Regions from separate parts of the Mus musculus genome. Here region 1 is linked to region 2. A link is a contact called in public promoter capture Hi-C data. All regions are on one chromosome and are shown on one strand. The core of a region is the stretch at or near the end of the contact, and the rest is flanking DNA. Distances in the headings are between cores, read along the strand shown. Region 1 holds the start of 5830448L01Rik (RIKEN cDNA 5830448L01 gene). Region 2 holds the start of Ncoa4 (nuclear receptor coactivator 4).

Evidence for each region. Promoter capture Hi-C pulls out the DNA fragments that hold promoters and counts their contacts.
Region 1: a contact with region 2 is called in a promoter capture Hi-C map of pre-B cells, with 5 times the contacts expected there. The contact joins the promoter of 5830448L01Rik here to the promoter of Ncoa4 in region 2.

The regions. Positions count from the first base shown.
Region 1 is chr14:34,673,303-34,676,002 of GRCm38.p6, forward strand. 5830448L01Rik (RIKEN cDNA 5830448L01 gene) reads right to left here and starts at 1,366. Exons shown (of 1, transcript NR_165636.1): 1 at 1-1,366. It overlaps Wapl (WAPL cohesin release factor), which reads left to right and starts at 626. Exons shown (of 19, transcript NM_001004436.4): 1 at 626-1,058.
Region 2 is chr14:32,158,468-32,161,167 of GRCm38.p6, forward strand. It overlaps Ncoa4 (nuclear receptor coactivator 4), which reads left to right and starts at 1,420. Exons shown (of 10, transcript NM_001033988.2): 1 at 1,420-1,543.

The sequences.
Region 1 (2,700 bases), core at 116-2,615, 2.5 Mb after region 2:
CTAACAGGTAGGGGACAGAACTCCGTAGTGGGGACTGAACAAGAAAGGAGAGAGAGGATGAAGTGGCCGGCTGAAGCGGATCCCGGCTGCGAGGAGACCAGCACCCGACTGCTCCAGGTTTCGCTGCTCGTTTACCTGCGTTGGCTCTCTCGCACCGTCAGACCAGGTCAAAGGCGGCCCCAAGTTCCCCGCCTCCAAGGTCCGGGCGGTGGCCCAGCAGGCTCGGCGCAGCTGCACAAGTCTCTGTCCCTAGACACCGGAGGGTCCCTGGAGGGGAAACGATTGACACAGCTGCCTGCACTGTGCCGCGAGCCTTCCCGCGCTGCACCTGCGTCTCGTCGCGTGGCTAGGAACTGGGACTGGCTCCGGAGTCGGTGAAGTCCAGCAGGCCCTTAGCCAGAACCTATACCGTTCGCCAGCTCCGGAACCGGGCTTTAGACACCAGGACCTTGCGGAAGAGAGAACTACAACTCCCGTCGGGCCACGCGGTCCGACCAATGGTGGTAGCCGGCGCGTGCGGGGCGCGGCGCCTGCGCGGCGGTTTGAGTAAGAGGCCGTACGATTGGCTGCGGAGTCGGGCGGCCGCGCGGGGCCTGTGGGAAGCGGAGTGACGGAGCGAGCGGCTGTTGGAGGAAGGAGGTGGGGGGCCGGGAGCGCAAATGGCGTTGAGATGGTTCAGGGCCCTGTTCAAACTCCAGCGCTGACCATTCACCGGCGGAGGCGGCGGCGCAGAAGGCGGCGGCGGCCCAGCGGGGGCACGTAGCGGGCTCGGCACCGGCGGCGGCCGCCAGGGAGGCCTAGGCCCTGTCCGGCCGGCGCGCCTGAGGTGGGGAGGGAAGTTGCGGGGCCGCCGCTCACCCCCCACCCCCCCTGTCGCCCGAGCTTCCTATTTACCGAAGCGGAGCCGCGGACTGTGACGGCAGCAGAGCCCCTCGCCCCTCTCGGTGGCACCGGTCGGCACTGGTCTCTCGCGCGGGGCTCCCGCGCCCGCCCGCGGGCCGTTGGGAGCCGGAGAGGCGGAGGCGGCCCGAGGCCAAAGCACCCGCCAGGCGCCGAGGGTAAGTGAGGTCTCGGGCGGCTGCCTAGGCCCGGAGTGAGTTGGGGCGGGTGGAGGCGGCAGGGGCGGCGCGAGGCTCGTTGCTCACCTGGCTTCTAAGGAAGTTGGGCACCGGAGGATCGCAAGAAACTCTTTCCCTTCCCACCTCTTAATTTTGCCTTTTGAGTTCTTCTCCGGCTACTTGATTTGACTTCTCTTTTCCAAACCCGGTCCGGTTGATTTGAGTCCCGAATTCTTTTTCCCCGTCGTCTCCTCCGCCTCTAGCCGTCACCGAGAGGCCTTGCTTCGGGGACTCGGTAGCAGAAGCTTCCGGGGCGTCCGAAGCGACATCCCTTTCCTAGGCTGTGGGGGTTGGGAGGAGAAAAGTTGCGTGAGTGTCCAGCCCGAGGGGTGTCTCGGCTCCAGCCTCCGGGCGCACTCGCAGCCTCAGGTGAGGGTTTCTGTTTGCCCATTCCACTCTCCTCTCTTTATTGAAGCCCCCCTAATGCATTACCTTGGGTGTCTTTCCTGGAAGTGGCTAGGTTTCTTTACAGCTTCAGTGTAAGGAGGTTGGTTGGTTGTTTTGTATACCCTTTCCCTAATTTAAATCGCAGTGCACTTCCATCAAAAGTCAGCTGGGCTTTGGGATGAAGCGAAGGCCTCCCAAATCGAAAACAATCAGTTGTGAACCTTCTTTTCCTTTTTAGTTAGGACTGTTGGTGAAATTTGAAGCCAGAACAAGATAGTGTGTCTGAAATGTGCGTAAAACGTCATGCCAAATATATATGCTGAATTTGTACATATGTTAAGCTTAGATAATGCCATCGCAGTAGTCTGCTGACTTTTTAAAATGGACGTTATGGAAAACAGTAAAAGCAATCACGTAACTCTTGTACTCATATCTCCTGGATTCTGTACATAATAACTCAACCATATTTTCTAATCAGTACGCTCCCCATTCCTTAATATTAAAAAAATCACTGATATTTCATCAATATTTAATGATGTTAATACATCAGCGAATATTTCTGAGACGTGATCTTTTAAAAATACAGTTGTCTTATTACTTAGCTCAGTATCATATATTCATTTGCAGATCTTAATCTTGCACAGTGAATGCTTTACTGTTTTTTACGGTGAGTTTTTCAGATGTCATAAAGAAGATCAAGTCTAGATTTTTTTTTTTTTTTGGCTTTAGTCAGCATTTTTAGATGATTGCCATGTATGTGTGCCCAAAACATTCCAACTTTGTTGGAATGTATATATGTGTGTAGGTCTGCGTGTCTGTAGTCAGCTTAAAGAAATGACTTTTCTTGCCTTTGGCAGCTGCCCAATTACACTTGGTTTTGTTTAATAGGCTATACTTAACAAGAAAGACAATGAAGCTTGTTAGTGTTCAGAACTACAAAATGGAAACTCTCTGAGGAAAGCTAAAATTTCTTTTAGCACAGATGTGTACGATGACTAAATTATTATTTTATCTGATCAGAGTTGTTTTCCTTTCAAACATTAGGGTGGTGGTGAGTTGTCTTCTGAATATTTGCTGAACTAAATTGGATAGTGATTCGTTAAGTTATAAGAACTTAATAGAAATACTAAAAGTGTAGCTCAAAAATATTTGAAAATATAAGTTAAATATTATTCTTATTGTAAGTTTCCAAGTA
Region 2 (2,700 bases), core at 170-2,669:
TCCAACAGGTGTCATGCATGTGTGCTTTCCTATGGGGCCCACATCCATTTCCACCACTTCTACAAATAAGGCTCTTCTGCCTGCATCTTGTTTCTGGTTTAGGCTAGAGAAGTGGTTCAGTGGTTAAGAGCCCCGAAGCTCTTCCAGAGGTTCTGAGTTCCCAGCAACCACATGGTGGCTCAGAACCATCTGTTTCTGCTTTACAATGGAAAAAAGCATGTGTGTTCATGATGAAACCAGACTTCTTCTTTGTCCCTGGTACTCTCATTTATCCTTCCTTCCAGTTACTTAGGTACCCCCTCTTTATCGAGTCCCCACATCACACTGTGTTTGCATAAGGTTAGAACAGGTTAGAGATACTGGAGAAGGGGCTCTCTAGACCTCACGCAGTCTGACAGGAAACTCAGAAGCCGGACTTCTGTGGGTGGTGGGGCCTAGCTCTAGGGTCAGTTAGGTGTGGCATACAGACCAGCTAAAATACACTGACTTGAAACTGTAACATTAATTCTGACATTTATTTACTCAATATTTAAAAAAAAATGTAGCATGTTTTTCCTAAGTTATAAAGCCCATCAGCCTTGTCTTAGTCACTGTTTTATTGCTGTGAAGAGACACCATGACCATGGCAACTCTTACAAAAGGAAGCATTTGCCTGGGCCATCTTTACCATTTCAGAGGCTTTGTCCATTATCAGCATGGCATAAAGCAGGGTGGCCTGCAGGCAGAAGTAGCTCAGAGTACTACATCCAGATCCACATGCAGCAGAAAGAAAGAGTGAGCCACTAAGCCTGGCTTGGACTTCTGAAGCCTCAAAGCCAACCCCCAGTGACATACTTCCTCCCCCAAAGCCACACCCACCCCAACAAGGACACTCACTCTAAGTAGAGCCATCTTCTCATCAGTAAGCATTCAAACACGTGAGCCCGAGAGGGCCATTCTTACTCAAACCACCACAAACCCCAGAGGAAAAAAAGAGTTTATTTTCTTTATTTGCATGACTCTTTTTTGCCTGCATATATACATCTGTACCGTGTGCACGCCTGGTGCCCTTGGAGGTCAGAAGGCACTGGAACCAGGAGGTATGGGTGGTTGTGAGCCATCCTGTAGGTGGCTGGGAACCAAAACTGGGTCCTCTGCAAGAACAGGAAGTGCTTTTTTTTTTTTTTTTCAAGACAGGGTTTCTCTGTGTAGCCCTGGCTGTCCTGGAACTCACTCTGTAGACCAGGCTGTCCTCGAACTCAGAAATCCGCCTGCCTCTGCCTCTGCCTCCGGAGTGCTGGGATTAGAGACTTACTGATAGGCACGAAAATGATCCAGACTAAGGGCAGGGAGTGTTACTGCATGCCTCCACGTTGAGCTCTAAGAAGACTTTGCGCAGGCGCGGAAGGAAATCTCGCGAGACTGTCAGAACACTACCGAGAAGCGTGGTAGGGAGGCCATCCTATCGCGAGAACTCTGTCTTCAGGGTCCGGATCCTTCCACGGCTAAGTGTCTGGGTCGGTCTAAGGTCCGCTCGGATCACCGGAAGGAGCGCTGCCAGCCGGTAAGGACGAGAGTGGCCGGCGGGCGCGCTTCCTCTTCTGCCCTGTGCCCTTCTTCGCTCCGGCCTGTGGCCTGTCCTGCCCTCCCCTCCATTCTTCCCGACCCTCGGGTCCGGGACCACCATCCCACCTGCCTGCACGCGGGGCCCAATGGCCCTTCCCTTCCCCAGGTCACGTCTGCTGTGATCGCCTCTCCAGTCCCCGCGTCGCGCCAGGCCAGAGCTCCTCTCCCTCCCCTCGTCCCGACGCTACCACTTTTCCTTCATGCCCAAGCGCTGGATCTGTCTTCTCTCCTCTGTCCTGTCGACATGTTTCGTTCCTGGGCCACGATTGCAGCCTGAATGCTTCTCTTCCATCCCTTTCCCTACATTGCCCTGACTGTCCTCTGGGTTTATAGCGGTGACAGCCCTGTTTCTCTGGTCCCAGGCGGGCCTGGTTTCCATTACTGACCCAGTGCACATTTGCCCCTATTCCTAGTGGTTTGGCAAGGTGGAATGACTTCTGGAGGCCCACTATCCGTTTCCTTCTCCCAGCAGTCCCTTTAAATCGTTTGATTCGTCCCTTCAGCTGATGAGAAGAGAGAGCTTGCAGAATCATTAATTCATAGCTCGGGCGTTCATTTGCTATATGCTTAGGGTACTGAGGATATAGTAATGTAAAGAAGTGGACGTGCTCCCGGCCCTGATGTGACTTAGCCCTTGCGGTGGGAACAGTATGGGTTTAAGTGCTACAGGCTGGAACTTGGGAGGATGGCTCAAGAATGACAAGTCAGAGGGGCTGGAGTTATCTGACCCTCCTGCACACAGCTCTCCTGCTAGTGTTGTTTAGTAGGTAAGGGCCTGCCACCCTGGCGTCCTTTTGGAAGGACTTGACTTTCCACCCACTTGGTAATTTGGAGTATGGTCATAGACCTTTTGAGTTACTTCCCTGGGTGTGTATGGGACAGGTAAGGCTGTTGGTTCTCCGTTAGCATCCCACTGTGATGTTTCTGAACTTTTAAAGTACATTAGAACATTGGAAAGAATTTCATCCTGTGTGACAAACAGGAGACTAATTTGTACTGCTCAGCAGGTCGCTTGATTTGCTCTGTGGATTTTTTTGTTTGTTTAAGAAGAGTGTCAGATCCCCTTACAAGCCATTGTGAGTCACCTGATGTGGG